Linked DNA regions of Mus musculus: all the other regions are linked to region 5. The links are chromatin contacts, called in public ChIA-PET, HiChIP or PLAC-seq and promoter capture Hi-C maps. All regions are on one chromosome and are shown on one strand. The core of a region is the stretch at or near the end of the contact, and the rest is flanking DNA. Distances in the headings are between cores, read along the strand shown.

Region 1 (2,700 bases), core at 116-2,615, 650 kb after region 5:
CCCAGCACTCTCTGGTGAGGCGGGAGGTGCAGACCGGAGAGTGACCCAGAAGCTTGGGGAGTTCAGTGAGGCGGGTGAGGGGTTGGCACCAGCATGGTATGCAGCATACAGCGGAGCGGCAGAAACATGAAAGGCCACGCCACAAACATGGTGGAAGGTTAGCAACCTTCTGTGCTGTGGCAGTCTGGCACTTTGTCTGTGTCTCTGTGTCTCTGTGTCTCTCTCTGTGTGTGTCTCTCTCTCTCTCTATCTCTCTCTCTCTGTCTCTCTCTCTCTCTCTCTCTCTCTCTCTCTCTCTCTCTCTCTCTCTCACACACACACACACACACACACACACGTTTGAGAGTCTATGACCACAAGACTGGTATATAAATTCATCCCCCGCCCCCAATCATTTTGTATTTAGACTCCCACCTCAGTCTTGTTCCACACATGGTTAAAATCTAGAATTAGACAGCAAGTGAGCTGCCTGCTGGTAAAAACACATATACACCTAAAATACATTTTTGGGGGTGTGTGATGCACAGCATCTTTTGTTTGGGTAAAAGCCTGGGCTAGAGCAACACCCACCTGAGACGGCCAAGAGTTCCTCCGGGCTTCAGCCCCTCCAACCACGCGGGCGTCAGTTTCCGGAACGTCCTCGGTACTGTGTCCTTTGTGGGGCAGAGAGCGAGTGATGACTAAGCGTGGGTCTGGCCGGGTGGGGGGTGGGGCGAGGCAGCTACACTGTGAAGACTGTTAGCTTTGTCTGCAGATTTACTGCTCTCCCCCAAAACACTGAGGGGCCAGTTCTGAGTCATCTGTGCCCCTTTTGCTTCTTTTGAAAACAGTGCCTCAGAGTGCTTTCTTTTCCTCTGGGGTGTCTGAAGTGTCTGGGGTGTCATTTTCCCTTGCCATGAAAGTCCTGCCCAAACCACTAAGCTAGGGTCCACTGGTGCCTAGGCTCACCCCCACTCAAGGCCACCGCTCAGCTGAAGGAAACCCCTCCCGGGCTTCAGGAGGATTCTCCAGGAGCAGTGTGCATCCAATCAAGCAGTGTCTGGGCATCTTGCAGCCAAGAGGGCTGGTGGGGAACTCCCAAGGGGCTCCTTCTCTGCCTCTTGACTCAACCTCCTGCAAGGCCAGGCAGTGCGCCTCAGCGCCTGTCCTTTGCTCAAGGAGAGTAAGGCTTTTGCTAGGCTGACAGACACAGCTTTCTGCCTTCCTCTGAGATAGAAAGCCAGCCAGGGCGTAGAGACTTTATGATCCTCCCTGCTCAAGTCCACCTCCCTCAGAACTTGGGCCAAATGATCCACTTACCACACAGGACCAGGGAAGCAAACACCAGGAAGCGCAACATGTTGTGGAGAGAGTAGACCACTGTCCCCTTGCCATGAACCGAGCCCTCTTTATACGCCTCTTATCAGCAGCTTTGCTGACCTTCCTCCTGCCAGCTGGGCAGGGCCATGGGTAGAAGGCAGGGAAAAGCGCAGGTGACATGAAAGTACAAATGAACAAAATTTTAAGTCAACTCATTTATCTGATATTCAAAGACAGAACAAGGACGGCATCCACTTAACCCAAGTCAACTGAGTTGACCTCAGTTGAGACGCAGCCTGCAAATCCTTAGCGGGCTTTCGAGATGGCTGAGAGGGTGAAGCCGTTTGCCACCAAGCTGACCACCTACGTTCAATCCTCGCAACTCACATGGTGGAAGAGTGGATGGATTCCTGCGAGTTGTCCCCTGCTTGCCACACGCATGCCCTCATGCACACATGGACACACCACAAACACATAGATAGGTAAACACAATAATAAAAAATTCAAAATGGGACTGGAGAGATGGCTCAGAGGTTAAGAGCACTGACTGCTTGCTCTTCCAGAGGTCCTGAGTTCAATTCCCAGCAACCACATGGTGGCTCACAACCATCTGTAATGGGATCTGATGCCCTCTTCTGGTGCATCTGAAGTCAGCTACAGTGTACTTACATAAAATAAATAAATCTTTTTTTTTTTTTTTTAATTCAAGATGAAGAATGAGGATTGCTTTTTTTGGTCATATGTGCCCCGTGTTGTCCGAATCTCTCCCATCACCCACCACTGTCCCACTGTCCACTGTGGCACTATACATACAGAGACCTGTCCTGTGCACGTAGGGATTGGGGTTTGGGGAGCAGGTGAGGCATGGCACCTTCTCTATGTCCAAAGAGGGAGATGGGTTTGTCCACAGCACAGAGATGTAGGCTGAAACCCAGGAACAGAGCGAAGATGATGCTATGAAGAGGAAACAGGTCTGGAAAGGTTCCAGAGGGAAGCTACTCTCAGGGCAAGAGCATGTGAGCAGGAGGGCTGAGAGCACAGCAGGGGAAGGACCAGCAGAAGAAGGAGGTCAGAGGGTGGTATGCCCCAGAGAGTATAGAGGGCCATGAGCGGGGCACAAGATGGCCGGCCTCAGAGCAGAGGACTGTGGGAACAGTAGCTCAGAAGCTGCCAGGCTTCCCCGGGACCCTAGTTACCTTTGAACCGGAGTCCAGGTTTTGGGGCTGCAGGGTTGGGAGAGGCTGGGGAAAAGGCTTATAGGAAATCTGTCCCCTGAGCCTTCAGGAGAGTCAATGCCCAGGTAACTTGAGTGGCTCCATCTGCAGCTCACCTTCAAGCATCCAGAAACAGAGGTGATCTCAGGGAGAGGGATGAGCTGGCTGGGGAAACCAGGCCTCCTCA
Region 2 (2,700 bases), core at 107-2,606, 560 kb after region 5:
AGAAACCAGCGTGTCTTCTCTGTTTCTCTCTCTCTGGCTTTACCTGATCTGATTTTTTTTTTTTTGTTTTTTTCCGAGTTTGTTTGTCTTGCTCCTTCCAGGACAGGTGGGGCTTTGTCTGAGTGCGGCTCTCGCACACTGATTTTTTTTTATTGAAGTACCATAGAAGGAATGAATGTGATTCTGCTTTACATATGTAAAGAGGCCCCCGAGTCACAGAAATATCCTGCTCACAAACTTCAATCAAAACGGAATACACGCCCAGCATGCCGGTTTGCAGTGTTGACTGTCGTAGATTACCAAAGCGACGGGTATATATGCATGGAACTGGGGGCCCCGCCTTCTATTTTGTGAGCAAGGAATGCCAGGGAGCCAACAGGCTACAGTCTCTGTGTCTGCTAGGAGCTTCCTGTCTTTGGCCTAGGGAAGCTTTTGAGCAGGCTTTCATTTTCTCCTGCCCAGCTGCAGCGACTACTCTGTAAAGGTTTCAGGCTTCCCACCCAAGCCCGAGGAGGCGATCTTAGCGCTGAAGTGGCTTAGAAGCCACTCTGGAGATCCCTCAGCCTTGCCAGGTGCAAATGTCCCGGGAGGAGATAGTGGGCCCGTTTTATGACATTATTAATACTAATACTGTCATTAAATATTTATGAAGTGCTCACGCTCTGATCGACGGTGACCCTCCCACCATTCCCCCATCCTTCCAGTGACAGCGAGGTCTCTGCCCCCCAGAGTCCCACCAGCCCTTTCTCCGGAGTAGCGGTGACAGGTCGCCAGGGAACCCAAGCGTCCCGGGATCCAGGACTCTACGTGCCTCTCCCCGACACCCCGCCCCCCACCAGGGCAGGGCGTCCACCCAAGCGGCCGCCCCTCCTCGAGTGTCCGCGGGGACCGGAGACCAGGGTGCGGCCCGGGGTCTGCGGCCCCAGGTGGGCAGAGCGCGGCCCTCGACTCCCAGAGCTCCAGCCTCCGGGGCCGCAGCCCGCCGCCCCGGCCCCGCGCCTTTTTCTCTCTTTATCATAAATATATAAATTATGCTAATTACGGGCATTGCATATTAACCAAATTCGAAACCTCCCCTGCCCGGCCCCCTCCCCCTCCGTGCAAAGCCCTCCCCGCCCCGGACCCCGCTACTCACCGGAGCCCGAAGCCCAGCCTCCCGCTCCCCGGCTGCCCAGCGGCCACCGGCTAGACACTCATCCCCCAGCCCGGGCCAGGGGGCCGCGGCCGGGGCGGCCGCCCGCAGACAAAGAAGCCGGAGCGGCTCGGCCCGGCTCGCTCGGCCCGGAGCCACTCGGGACCCGCCGCCCCCTGAGCCCCCCGCCGGGGCTGGCAGAGCGGAGCGGCGGTGGGTTGCGGGCCACGCACGGGCCGGGACGCCGGGGGCGGGGGCGGCCAGGTGCAGTCCCCTCCTCGCCCCCTCCTCCCTCCCCCCCTTTCCCTCCTTCTGCTACTTGGATTTTTTTAGCTGCTGCGTCATGAGCATAATTTATGCAAAGCGCTTTGCCGCATGCTGCACCTCCCGCGCCAGCCGCCGGGGGCGGCGGTCAGGAAAAGGAGGGGGGGTCTGGGAAGCTGCGAGCTGCGCGTGGGGGTGGGTAGGAACCCCAGGCCTCGCGGGGACTGGGACCCAGGGCCTGTGGGGCCGCTTGACTCAGCCCCCTTGGAGAGCAGGACTGGAGTCTCGATAGGGGACCCCGTGTCGCCTTCCCTTCAGCCGAGGATTGAGCAGTGACAACCGTGACTCTCTGGTGGTCAACTGCCCTTCTCAACGGCCAACCTCAAGTTCACGTCTGTCCTCTAGGCCGTAAAGGAGAGGGAACTCGGACGTCACTAAGGCTCAGGGTCTCCGGAGCAGCTGTGCACATCCCAGAGGGACCAGGGTCCCGGACGCTCTGCTGAGCTAGCTCGCTTTCCCACCTTCAGGAGGGGCGGGGTCCCACCTGCAGCCTGCGGGCTAGTCAAGCAGCACACGAAGGTGTGAAAAGAAAGGCAAAGTTTGACGCGATGGAGAAAAACAAGCCACTGTTTTGGGGACCGTGATGGTGGGGAGGGTTTGTTATATCTACTGACTTTTGAAGGTAGAGGGAGACTCAGAGGCCGATTAGGGGCCAGGGGAACGAAGGTTTGGGACATAATGGACAAAAGAAGGAAGACCAGGAGAGCGAGAAAGAATGAAGGGAGTCACCAGAGAAGAGCGTTATCAACGCAGCCAAGTGGATTCCCAACAGTGTTTCCCTCTTCGCCCTCACCCCACACCCGTGCTTCCGTGGTCTAGGATGATCTCGGTAGGCCGTGCAGAAGCAGCAATAGGAGAAATGATGAACTGTAGAGCCCTTGCCAGACAGTCCCTTAAACGTCTCCAGTGGAAGCACACACTCAGGAGGAGAGGGGAGCAGCATCGGCTGGGTTTGACCAACAGGTACACTCCAGGCTGCCTGCATCATGCTGGCTACTGGTGCCGCAGAGCTGGGCTGTCCGCTGTTTTCCTGGGGCCATGGAGGAGGCACTGCGGGTGAGACTAACTAAAGGGTCAAGAACCAGAAAGCTTGGGGTTTTATCCCAGCGCGTCCATCCATTTGCGGTCTAGGCAAACGATACAGTTTAGTTTTACAAACAGAGGTAGCCTGAGCCGGGCACCGTCCCACCTGTAGGACCGGCTGCTGGAGAGGCAGCAAACCGAATGAACCTGTGAATTAGGAT
Region 3 (2,746 bases), core at 113-2,612, 650 kb before region 5:
CACCTCCTCCCATTCGATCCCCTCCTCCTCCTCTCTGTCTCTAGTGTCTCTGTCTCTGATCTGCCCAACCCCCAACCCCGTTTCTCCGTGCTTTCTCTGGGTATTTCTGGCTGTTCTGGAACTCGTTCTATAGACCAGGCTGCTCTCAGACCAGCGATCTGCTCGCCTCTACCTCCTGAGTGTGTAGTAGGTAAAAGTTACCTTGGCCCAAACCATGGTCAGCCCTAAGGGCTTTGCTGGAAGCAGAACTGAGAGGCTCAGATGGTCTTCCACCTTTCCTCTACACACTCCTCAGGCTGCCTCACTCTGGAGTCCTTCAGGGCCCTAATTCAGCATGCAGCCCTCAACTACCCAGGATCCAGCTGGAACCCATTCTATACTTGTGATTTCAGACAGTACTAATGAGTTGTGAAATTGATTTTTAAAAGCATAGGCCACAAAAAATAAAAATAAGAAAATAAAGGCTCCTGGTTTTTGGTTTTTTTCTCTCTTTTAAAATTAGCTTCACAGCTCCTTCCAACTAGGTTATGCTCCAACTAGGGAACACGCCCTAAGGGACGTGGCGAGCCAGGGAACCACCTGCTCTTTGACCGCCCTTGGCCAGGTCTCTAAAGAGCTGGTTAGGATTGCAAGACCAGGTCTTTGAGGCCGTTACACCTGACTTGCAGGGCCTTGGGTAACTACCAAAAACCACTCACTTCCATGCAGGTGGTTGTGGTCTCTGTAGCCAGTTTGCTTGGGGCTCCTGAGCTACCGGGTAGCCTCAGACCCTCCAGGCTGGGGTCCCTGGGTCCCTGTAGAATGGCTGGCCCTTCAAAGGTGCTCTGAAGCGTAAGCGCCATTATATTCAATGTTAAAAGGTCTCGAGAAAGCCGGGTGTCGGTGGCGTATGTCTTTAATCCCAGCACTTAAGAGACTGGTCTACAGAGTGAGTTCCAGGAAGGCCAGGACAGAGAAACCCTGTCTCAAAAAACAAAACAGAGATCCCAGGGAGAGCTGCCTCGCTTTCCTTCATTACCATCCCATGAGAGGCTTAAAACCAGCATCTTGGGACATTTTAGTGTCATGGGTGGGTGGTCTCACATGACAACGGTCTAAGCCTGACACGCCCCATTTCACTTTTCCTACTCCATGGGTCTGAAGCCCGACGTCCATCCTTCCTATGTAGGGGGAAGAAGGCGGAGGCCTATTGCTAAGGTGCGGGTTGGTGGCTACAGTCTTGATTGACAGGGGTATTAGCCAATGACTCTGACGAAAGCGGCTGCTGTTTATGAACGTGCAGATAACGGACAGGAGCAGTGCAGCCGGGGGCCAATGAGAACTCGCCTGGGCAGGTCTGAGGGCGGGGTTTCCCTAGGGGGCGGGTGTGGGTAGACTTCCAGCGCCAACCCCCGGAGACTCAGAGCACATCCGGTTTTAGCAGAGCAGGGAAGCTCCGGAGAGGTGGGCTGAGAAGGTACGTGCGAAACTAGGATCGGGCAAACCCGGAGTGAGGGATAGGGAGGGAGCAAGCGCGGGAGAGGGTAGTAGCTTCCGTTTTCGGACGGATCAGCTCCTTAGGCAACCCGGCCTGTTCTGCGTCGAGATCGAAGGAAAGCTGGGCGGGGAGGGACGCGGAGGAACTAATGCCGCGCATGCGCAGCAGCGCCGGCGGGGGCGAGTCTGCGGGGTCTCCCGGGCAGTTGGACCTGTGTCTGTGGCGAAGGCAGGCCTCTTAGCGACCCTCGCTTGCGTCCCTTCCACCCTCAGCCGAGTTCAGGGCTTGAATTCGGGACGGGTCCCCCACCCCTGACTTTGAGGTAAACGAAAGAGAAAGCTGTGTCGTTGTGGTCACCCCGCCCCACCCTGCGATCGCCTCTCGGCTGTTCCTTCTCGGGTTCCTCTGCCTCGCCTGGGTGAGCCGTCGGGGTTGGGGACTTGAGGTAGGCCTGGTTATAAGGCTGCCCTGTCACGGCGGGCCAGGTGATGTCACACTTCTTTATGACACTCGAGATTCCTTAGTTACTTAGAAGCCAATGGTAGAGGCCGAGGTGAGAAGCCCCGGGCTTAGCCTGGCTCCCCAGGCCCACGGAGCAGCCCCACTCTGATCTGATTGGTTGCCTCTGGACAGGTGAGGTGGCCTTGATTGCTTCGTCCTGAACCCTGGGTGAGTTCCAGAGTCTGCCCCGGAAGGGCGGCGATGGGTACTGTTTTTCTTGGACTGACTGATAAGTAGGCTTTGGCTTGCCTGCCTTCGTTTCTTTCCTTTTCTTTTTTTTTAAACAACAAAAACAAAAACAAGTTGTCTGGTGCCAGGCCAGGTTGCTTTGCCTGTCCAACCAGGCTTGTGTTGGCCAAACAACAAAACCACTTTGAACTTGAGACTCTCCAGTTACACAAACTACCTGTGAATGTGTAACACTTCGGACGAGCTGACTGCCTGAAACACAGACAGGAATTTGAAGGCTGAAGGTCAATGCCAGACTTTGTAGTTACTTATTAATATTTGTATGTGGTTTACCTTGTGGCTGTATGGGTATCTTAAGAGAGAGGTATGATTCAGGAAGTCCCTGAATTGCCCAATCACGTTTTCATGCCTTCTGCTAACACACTTAAGTCAGTAGTTGCTACATTTATTTTCTTTGGTGTTTCTTTATTGTCTAATTTGTTTTCTGCTTTGACTTGAACAAGTGGACATTTAGATTCCCCTCAGTTTTCCCCTAGTAGAGAGTGTCTGGAGTCCTTGAGAAACACAGCCTGTAACTTA
Region 4 (2,700 bases), core at 111-2,610, 600 kb after region 5:
CAGAACCAGCCTGATTAGGAAAGGAAAGGTGAGACTCAATTCACCACCTGGCTCCTAGAATTTTTAAACACACCCCACATCCCTCTAGCCCAGGCTAGACTTAAATTCACTATTTAGCTGAGGATAACCTTGAGTTTCTGGTACTCCCGCCTCTACGTCCCAAGTTGCAGGGACTGCAGGCACAAGCCATCAAAATGGGTTTCATCTCAAGTTCTCTACCAATTAAGCGACATCACGAGTCCTCCCGGTTATCTTTAGAAGATTCCCTTTCTCCTTTACTTAACTACTGGGGTGAATGTAAAAATGGCTCCTTTGGGCATCAAAGAACTTCCTAAACCCAGGTGACTCGCAGTGCTTGGAATTGGTCCGGTCCAGACTTGAGAATAAAATAGCGCAAAAGGGCACACTGAAGTTGAATTCTGTTTTCTTGGAGCTTTTTCCTGCGTGAGGCCCGACAGCGGGTTGGTAGGGGTAGGGTGGGGTGGAGTGGGGTGGGGATGGGTGAGTCTTCCAGTCTACACTGAGTGAGGCCTCGCGGAATTCCAAGACCTGTTCTGGGGTGGGAATTCTTAAACAGCCCCCCTACTCCATAACTTTCATCACCTACCTTCAGGAGAAGGTGTGGCCGGTAGGTTGTTCATCGTTGCTGAGGGCAGGCTATTTCGTAGGGTCAGATCTGTGGGAAGAAGGACGGACAAGAATGAGGTGGACGGGCTCCTGAGGTCGCAGGGCTTGTAGATCCCAGGAGAGCCTCGGGCGCCAGGTTTTCCCCGAGTCCCTTCCCCTGGATATATCCACTCTCTTCCTTTCGGTTCTAATCAGCTTCCATAAACAAATCCTTCCCCCAAGAGCTGACCCTGGTCGCAGGGTCGGGGAATGGGTGGCGTTGGTGACCCTTTCCCCAGGCCTGGGAAAGTTAAGCAAGGGTCGGCCCGGTTGCGCCCATGAGCGATCCGGGTCCCTTAGCCACCTGCATTACCTGGGCTTCCAGGGCCAGGAGCCCCGCCGAGCCGTCCGCTGGGTGCGCCCCGCTCCCCGGGGATCCCGCGTGCCCCGGGCCCGCGCCCTGGCCGTCGAGTGTCCCTGCAGCCGCGCAGTACCCGTGCGGGTCAGGTCGCAGGCGCGCGGCGGCCGAGTGCGGGCTCCGGGCTTCCGCGCAGCGCGCTCACCTTTCCAGTCCGACGGGCGGGCAGGGCCGGGCGCCGCGCGTCCTTTTGAACTCGCCGGGGTGGGAGCGGCCGAGAGTCGCCGGAGCCGCGCCCGGGACCCCGCGCCGAGCGGCCGCCGAGCCCGGACCGCGGTGGGAGGGACAGGAAGGAGCTCGGGGCCGCCCTCAGCAGGTTCCCCCGGGAGGAAAGGCCACTGTCCGGAGCCGCTCCGCCCCCGTGCCGGGCTCGGCCGGGGTCGGCAGCGCCAGCTGTAGGGCGAGCGAGGGGCGTGTCCCGCGGGAGCTCAGTCACGCGTGGGCCCTCTGGAGTCCGCGACTTCGGGGCGACTTAGCCGAGCACCTCCCGGGGCCACCTGGACCTTCCGCGTGCGACCTTCCCAGGAGGCGGTGGAGCGTGGAGAGGGTAGGAGGTGTGGCTGTGGGCTGTTTAGGATTAAAAGCTCCAGCGTAAGTGCTTGCCAGCTGGGTGGCTGTGGGCACATTCCTGAACACCTCAGTAGTCGGTTTCCTCATCCCTAAAATGGGGACTGAAAGTGGCAATTCCCGTAAGGCCGTTTTACAGCCTTGGTCCTAGCCCGAGGCAAGCGCCTTGATTTAAATATTCATCAGTGCTGTACTTTAGCAGCAGTTGGACTCACGTCAGTGACAGGAAATGCTCCCAAATTAACTAGAGGAACTCGTTGACTAAGAGGCAATAATTCTATATAACAGGCTCTGGAGGTGGTCCCGCTGTGTAAGCTAGCGCAGGTTACTTCTGATTCTTTGGGCAAAGCTGTGTGAACTCAGGGTTAGGGTTATTGCGGAGCTCCAATGAGTTGCCTAGAACCTCACCTAGCACATGATAATGTGCTCAAAAAACACTGGCCAGGTTACCTGGGTAGCTCACTGAGGGTCGGACCTGACCAACCACACTTGGCTTTCATGTCTTTTTTTTTTTTTTTCTTTAAAATATAACCTTTAAAAGTTGCTTTGGGGGGCGGGGGAGGGGGGGAGAGGGGTTAGCTGGAGAAAGGCTCCCAGTAGTTCACAACGTCCTGTGATTCAGTTTCAGGAGATCTTGATGCCCTCTTCTGGCCTCCACCGGCACCGGCAGGCTCACTTAAAACTTTGCTGGGGCTGATGAGAAAGCTTAGTCAGTGAAGATACCTAACTGCCTTGTAAAGCTAACAACTGAGTTTCCCAGAAACCACAAGCTGGCCTCAGGTTAGGACCCACTGCCTCAGCTTTGGTATTGCTGGCACGACAGGTTGGCACATGACACCCAGTCTATACCCAGACGCAGCCTGTCAACACTGTCCAGAGTCTGGGGAGCAGGGACTCAGGATGCGTCTGTGTCAGACCTCCATAAGGAGTCAAGTGAATCGATGATGGACACGGTCTCACATGGACAGCCAGTCTTCTCCAAGAGTGAAACTTAAGCCTCGGAAACTGAAGCAGCCATGCTTTTGTCAACAGACCTCTAGGGACCTCAGGGCAGACAAGAGACAGGTGACATTTATCTTCGCCTGGCTTTATTGGCTTCCTTGTGCTTC
Region 5 (2,700 bases), core at 8-2,507:
CTAAACTAGAATGAGTACTTTTGGACTACATATAGGTTACATACTGAGGTGGCTAAAAAAAAAAAAAAAAAAGCTATCCCCAACTCCCCATCAAGCTAGGGCACGTCTTTGATTCCAACACTCAGCAAGGAGGCAGATGAAAGTGGATCTTTGTCCTTTGTCGGTTGAGTAGAGAGTTCCAGGTCAGGCAAGACTGCATAAAGAGATGTCTTTCTTTCTTTCTTTCTTTCTTCTTCTTCTTCTTCTTCTTCTTCTTCTTCTTCTTCTTCTTCTTCTTCTTCTTCTTCTTCTTCTTCTTCTTCTTCTTCCTCCTCCTCCTCCTCCTCCTCCTCCTCCTCTTCTTCCCCTTCCCCTTCCTCTTCCCCTTCCTCTTCCTCTTCCTCTTCCTCTCCTCCCCCTCCCCTCTCCGTTCCTCGCTCCTCCAGACAGGGTCTTAACTGTGTAGCCCTGGCTGAATAGGAATTCACTATGTAGACCAGGCTGGCCTCAAACTCAGAGATTAGCCTGCTTCTGCCTCTTGTGTGCTGGGATAAAAGGCGTGCACCATTATACCGAATGCGGTGTATGTAGCCGTGTGTGTAGAGGTCTGCAGAGGTCCTCAAGCTGGCATTAGACGCCCAGTGCTGAGAACTGAGCTTAGGCCTTCTGCAGAAGCAGCCAGCGATTGTAACAATGAAACCATGTCCCCAACCCCTATTCCCACAGAAGTTCTTTTTATAAGTCTTTAGGAGTCAAGGCAAGATGAAGCAAGTTCGACTGTGATCTTTTTTCTTGTGTTTTGAGACAGGTCTCATGTAGCCCAGGCTGGCTCTCACTGAGGAGAGAATGACCTTGAACTTCAGATCCTCCGGTTTCCACCTCCTGAGTGCTGGGATTACAAGAAGCACCGAAAAAGAAATCAAAGAGTTGTTGGCAGGCATAATCCAGAATCTGGGGTAGATGAAGGATGTGGCCTGTAGGCAGGTCCATCAGGGAAAATGGGGGAAAAGACATGACAGATGCATGCTCTCCCGAGTGAGAGGGACTGGAAGAAGTAAGGGCAACGTCCCGGAGTCCTCTTGCTTGAGAGTTTGTGGAAGGTAGGCGTCATATGCAGCAGGTGCCGCATCTTCCCAAGGAGAGCAGAGCAGGCGACGGCAGCCTGCGCTCTCCAAGATCCGCGGTAGAGGGCGCTGTAGCCACGCCCGTCCTGCGTCTCCGGGGCGGGACGAGCTCCAGGCCGGGGGGCGGGGCCGCACGCTCACGTGACCCTCGCTCATGGCGGCGGCGGCGGCGGCGGCAGCGGCAGCGCCGGCGGCTCTCGGCGGCTGGAGCCGGATCCTGTAGCCGGGGTGTGGGCCCGCGTCAGTCCGTCCCTCCTTCGGCCCCCTCTCGTCTTCCGGAGTGTGGCTGGCGCAGCCGCGATGGCGGAGCGAGGCCTGGAGCCGTCGCCGGCCGCGGTGGCCGCGCTGCCCCCCGAGGTGCGGGCGCAGCTGGCTGAGCTGGAGCTGGAGCTGTCTGAGGGTAGGCGAGCGCGCGGCGGGCCGGGCGAGCGGGCGAGCGGGCGGCGGCCTGTGGGCGGCTGGGCTGGCGGGGCTCGCCGCTCCCCACCCGCGAAGCGCGGCTGGGCTTTCATTGTTGTCCCTGGGGGGCCCCGCAGGACCCGGGGACGGGTCAGCTGGAGACAAAGCTGCGCCCTCCGGCTGACACCTTGCCCCTCTGCTGCCTTGCTCCCGAAGGGCCGCTCGCCTGTCCCCTCGCTCCGGCTTCAGAACGAGGCGCAGGGGGACGCCGCAGCTGCACGTCTTCCTGCTTCTCTAACAATGCGAGGTGCCTCACCAGTGACAGGCGTGAGAAAGGAGCGGGGGAGCCATTGAGGGTCCGAGGGAGGTCGGAAGCGGTGGCGCTAACCCAGAGACCCCCCGATCCGCTGCCTCTAGACCGCCTCTGTCCTTGGGAGCAGCAGGCTTTTCTTGCCACCTGCATTCAGTCTAGGTTTTCCTATCTGGTCACCTTTTGGAGTCTTTGTAGAGGTGGCTACCGGGTACATGCAAATCCTGGCCGGCACCCTCTTTCTTTTGACAATGGATTGGTACAGGGAGGGTTGGGTTTGTGTAGATAATTTCAAACATGGACTAAATCTGGGCTCTGTTACAAGAGAAGTGCCTTGGATAACAATGAGGACCTCAATGCCGGCTGTGGGCATGTGGTCAGGCGAATGTGCTGTGGAGATCAGCTTCTCTGTAAAGTTCCTGTTTTTATCGCAGGCGGCCTCTGAACAAAAGCAGCATTTTCTCCGCGCTTGGTTTCCGTACACTTCGCTGATGTCTCCAGAGTTGCATATTGTTGAATTCCTTGCCAAAGACCCTCCCCAGTATTTTTCAAGTTCACTAAAAACTGTTGATTGGAAAAGAGTAAGGAATGTGATCAAGTTCCCAGGAGCGTTCTAGTTCCGACTTTTTGTTAACTTGTCACGACACTGGGCTTTTTCAAACCTTTTTGAGAATCACTTATAGTGAAAAGCCAGAAGTGCGTTTGAGTGTCACAGATCTTACTCGATTGAAGGAAATAATTAATTTTAATAACCCTTTAAGGCTTTCCCAATGTGTAGGGTGGTGATCTTTTCACCTGCATGCAATTATCAACATATTACTTTTCAATTAATCAGTGGGGAAGCGTTTAGGAAGATAGGAAACCTTTGGGTTGCTTGCCCGGTGATAC
Region 6 (2,700 bases), core at 193-2,692, 510 kb after region 5:
TTTTTTACTATGTAGCCAAACATGGTCTTGAGCTCCTAATCCCCCTCTTGCTGAGTGCTGGGTGCTGGTATTTCAGTTGTGCACTAGTACTCTCGTCTTTCTTTTGTCTTTTTGTTGTTGTTGTTGGGGTTTTTTTTGTTGTTGTTGTTTTTTCAAGACAGGGTTTCTCTGTGTAGTCCTGGCTGTCCTGGAACTCACTCTGTAGACCAGGCTGGCCTCGAACTCAGAAATCCGCCTGCCTCTGCCTCCCGAGTGCTGGGATCAAAGGCGTGCGCCTCTTTGTCACTTTTTAGACATTCTCAGCTCAAGTTTCCAAAGACAGGAACCCTGGAAGAAAACCTTAAAACAAGTCTGTTGTAAGAGACAGCTGTCTGTGGACTTCTTGTCCAAGGTATCCCATCTCTTCCCAACAAGTCGTCAACCTTGAACCTCAGTTCCCAGCTGCCGGACTTCTTTAGATATCCCTCAACTGCCCCTTCTTCACGTGAATCCAGACATACCCAAGCATACAGTCAGTGTCCAAGTCTCCTACACCATCTGGATGCAAGGGCCCTACAGAGTTGACTCTAGAGTCTTTCCTGTCCTCCCATACCACTACTACTCAAACCAGAGGATGGGGGAGGTAGGGAGGTGTAAGGGGGGGGGTAATCTGCCCACCAAGCTGCAGGCTGTTCTCTTAAACTGTACAGCCGCCCTCCCACCTTTCAAGATCCTGCCTTTGTTATTAAGAAGGTAAGGTCTGGGAGGCATCTCACTCACCTCATACTATAAGCACCAGCACCCAGTTCCTGGCCAATGCCGGACAGGCTAGCATCAAAGTCCTGCACAAGCCCCGACTCGATCACTTCGTCGGCTAGCGGCAGCTTCAGAGCCCAGGCCATCCCGGCTCCTTCCTTGCCCCAACAGGCGCCGGCTCCTGTACAAAGGCGCGGAGCGTAACTCTACCCGGCAGACAGCACAGTGGAAGTCAGCTACAAACCCAGCTCCTCGCGCAGCGCCCCAAGCCTGACCTACGGGCTGCACCCTGGCTACTCCTCGGGAGCCCCGGTGACAGGAATCCCTCCCGTTCGGCTCTCGGGATCGTGAGGCACCAGGTCCCGCCGGAGCTCAGCCGGACTCGGGCTCTCTGAAGCCCACCGGTCGGTCGCTCGGCGTCCTCCGCTCAGCCTCAAAGCGGAGACGCGCAGGACACCGGGCGCTCCGAGCGTCCCCTCCGCCCCCCTAGGTGGAAAGCTCCTCCCTCCGGGCATCCGCACTTTCCCTCAGGCCTCGCTTCCGGTCAACCAGATAACTTCCGGTCACCGATTCTTCTCCCCGCCCCCCCACTCCGCTCTCAGCACAAACCCAGGGTTCCTCCGAGCCGTCCCCACACCCTCCTTAGCCACCACGACCGCCTGGAAGCGTGGACAGCGAAAGTTCGGCGCAGACTCGAAGCGCAAACCCGCCCCCAGCGCCAACCAATCAGGACGTCCGCTACGGCCATGGCGCAACGTCACCATCCATCTACCAATGAAGAAGAGACTGGTTCTGTCTTCGCAGCGGTGATAGGCTATCGACGCGAAGGCTTCCGCCCCCGGAGTAGTGGGCGGGCTCAGTGCTTAGGCGTGAACCCGGGTCGCAGGCTCTCGGTCCTGACAGTAGAGCAGAACTGCGGTTCTATCTTTCCGCTTCCCGCTCCCATTCCCGGAGGGACTTTCGTTCCCGTGTGTCCAGTCCTAAACTCTCCCCATTTGCCTTCCCTTATCTTCACCCTTCTCCCTAAGGCATTCGCGCAGGAAACAGGGAAAACTATTGGGGTTTTTGTTGATGTTCAGACGGGGTCTTTAGGTAACTTTAGCTGACCCAGAACTGAGAGATCCACACCCCCAGCCTGAGTGCTAGGATCAAAAGCGTGCACACTACACCTTGCTTGTTGTTTTGTTTCTGTTTGGTTGGTTCTTTGATGTTTTGTTTTTGTTTGTTTTAGGCAATGATGAATGAGTGTTGGGGAAAAATCTGCAGAGCAAAGTCAGAGCTGGCATCTTTATTTATAGTATGATAACTTAAGAGTATTCTCCAAGAGATTGAATTTACTAAACTGTAAATCAAGAACAACCATAGCCAGGCATAGTGGTTCATGCCTTTGATCCCAGCACTCCAGAGACAGAGGCAGGCAGATCTGATTTCCAGGTGAGCCAGGGCTAGATAATGAAGACCCTGGAGCAGGAGGTGAAATCATACCTCCTCCACCTTGCTCCTGAGGATTAATTACGGCCATTTTTAAAATTAAGCACGGGCAAAATACCTGTATGCTATGAACAGTATTGCAGAAGTCCTCAAGACAGGGTTGTAATCCCTTCCTAAAAGGGCATTGTGTGTTCCTAAAAACCTAGCACTCAGTAGGCTGAGGCAGAAGGATCTCCACAAGTTCAAGAACAGTCTAGACTACATAGCAATTTCCATAACAGCCAGGTCTACCTAGCATCTCTAGTCATTGTTTGCTCGTTTGTTGAGACAGGGTTCTTTTTGTCGCCTGGGCTGTCTTGGAACTCTGTATACCACTAGGGTCCTTAGGTCACCAGACTGGCCTTGAAGTCAAAAGATCTGCCTGCCTCTGCCTCCCATCTTAAAAAAAAAAAAATTCTAAAGGTAAATGTCACTTATTTTACCAAACAGAAAGGTAAGGCTAGAACTAAATTGTCATGATAAACATGCCTCTGC

The links. Promoter capture Hi-C pulls out the DNA fragments that hold promoters and counts their contacts. ChIA-PET counts read pairs in DNA pulled down with a chosen protein or histone mark. HiChIP or PLAC-seq counts read pairs in DNA pulled down with a chosen protein or histone mark.
Region 1: a contact with region 5 is called in a promoter capture Hi-C map of 3T3-L1-derived adipocytes, with 2.6 times the contacts expected there. The contact joins the promoter of Cela1 here to the promoter of Dip2b in region 5. A contact is called at or near these places in 10 of 39 promoter capture datasets (the 3T3-L1 cell line, 3T3-L1-derived adipocytes, embryonic stem cells and 6 more), 1 of 15 datasets of contacts at CTCF or cohesin (embryonic stem cells), 8 of 484 Hi-C or Micro-C datasets (the G1E-ER4 cell line, the N1E-115 cell line, cerebellum and 3 more), 5 of 115 datasets of contacts at active chromatin or transcription factors (embryonic stem cells, large pre-B cells, pro-B cells and 1 more) and 3 of 9 other capture datasets (embryonic stem cells, liver and pancreatic islet).
Region 2: a contact with region 5 is called in a promoter capture Hi-C map of pre-B cells, with 3 times the contacts expected there. The contact joins the promoter of Pou6f1 here to the promoter of Dip2b in region 5. A contact is called at or near these places in 3 of 39 promoter capture datasets (hippocampal neurons, pre-B cells and stem cell-derived epiblast-like cells), 1 of 15 datasets of contacts at CTCF or cohesin (embryonic stem cells) and 2 of 115 datasets of contacts at active chromatin or transcription factors (embryonic limb bud and embryonic stem cells).
Region 3: a contact with region 5 is called in a FOXA1 HiChIP or PLAC-seq map of pancreatic cancer cells. The contact joins the promoter of Tmbim6 here to the promoter of Dip2b in region 5. A contact is called at or near these places in 3 of 115 datasets of contacts at active chromatin or transcription factors (bone marrow-derived macrophages, memory CD8 T cells and pancreatic cancer cells).
Region 4: an H3K4me3 HiChIP or PLAC-seq map of stem cell-derived neural progenitor cells shows a contact between it and region 5, with 8 times the contacts expected there. The contact joins the promoter of Smagp here to the promoter of Dip2b in region 5. A contact is called at or near these places in 5 of 39 promoter capture datasets (embryonic stem cells, hippocampal neurons, liver and 2 more), 1 of 484 Hi-C or Micro-C datasets (embryonic stem cells) and 5 of 115 datasets of contacts at active chromatin or transcription factors (embryonic forebrain, embryonic stem cells, extraembryonic endoderm stem cells and 2 more).
Region 6: an RNA polymerase II ChIA-PET map of memory CD8 T cells shows a contact between it and region 5, with 207 read pairs. The contact joins the promoter of Tfcp2 here to the promoter of Dip2b in region 5. A contact is called at or near these places in 9 of 39 promoter capture datasets (the 3T3-L1 cell line, 3T3-L1-derived adipocytes, embryonic stem cells and 5 more), 3 of 115 datasets of contacts at active chromatin or transcription factors (memory CD8 T cells and stem cell-derived neural progenitor cells) and 1 of 9 other capture datasets (liver).

What each region holds. Positions count from the first base shown.
Region 1 is chr15:100,686,555-100,689,254 of GRCm38.p6, forward strand. Cela1 (chymotrypsin-like elastase family, member 1) reads right to left here and starts at 1,366. Exons shown (of 8, transcript NM_033612.2): 1 at 1,300-1,366; 2 at 571-653. The coding sequence starts at 1,339.
Region 2 is chr15:100,598,628-100,601,327 of GRCm38.p6, forward strand. It overlaps Pou6f1 (POU domain, class 6, transcription factor 1), which reads right to left and starts at 1,357. Exons shown (of 11, transcript NM_001304965.1): 1 at 1,136-1,357.
Region 3 is chr15:99,391,585-99,394,330 of GRCm38.p6, forward strand. Tmbim6 (transmembrane BAX inhibitor motif containing 6) reads left to right here and starts at 1,363. Exons shown (of 10, transcript NM_026669.4): 1 at 1,363-1,456.
Region 4 is chr15:100,635,580-100,638,279 of GRCm38.p6, forward strand. It overlaps Smagp (small cell adhesion glycoprotein), which reads right to left and starts at 1,361. Exons shown (of 4, transcript NM_174992.4): 1 at 980-1,361; 2 at 608-676. The coding sequence starts at 641.
Region 5 is chr15:100,037,407-100,040,106 of GRCm38.p6, forward strand. It overlaps Dip2b (disco interacting protein 2 homolog B), which reads left to right and starts at 1,258. Exons shown (of 38, transcript NM_001159361.2): 1 at 1,258-1,503. The coding sequence starts at 1,404.
Region 6 is chr15:100,550,566-100,553,265 of GRCm38.p6, forward strand. Tfcp2 (transcription factor CP2) reads right to left here and starts at 1,443. Exons shown (of 16, transcript NM_033476.3): 1 at 1,345-1,443; 2 at 760-916. The coding sequence starts at 881.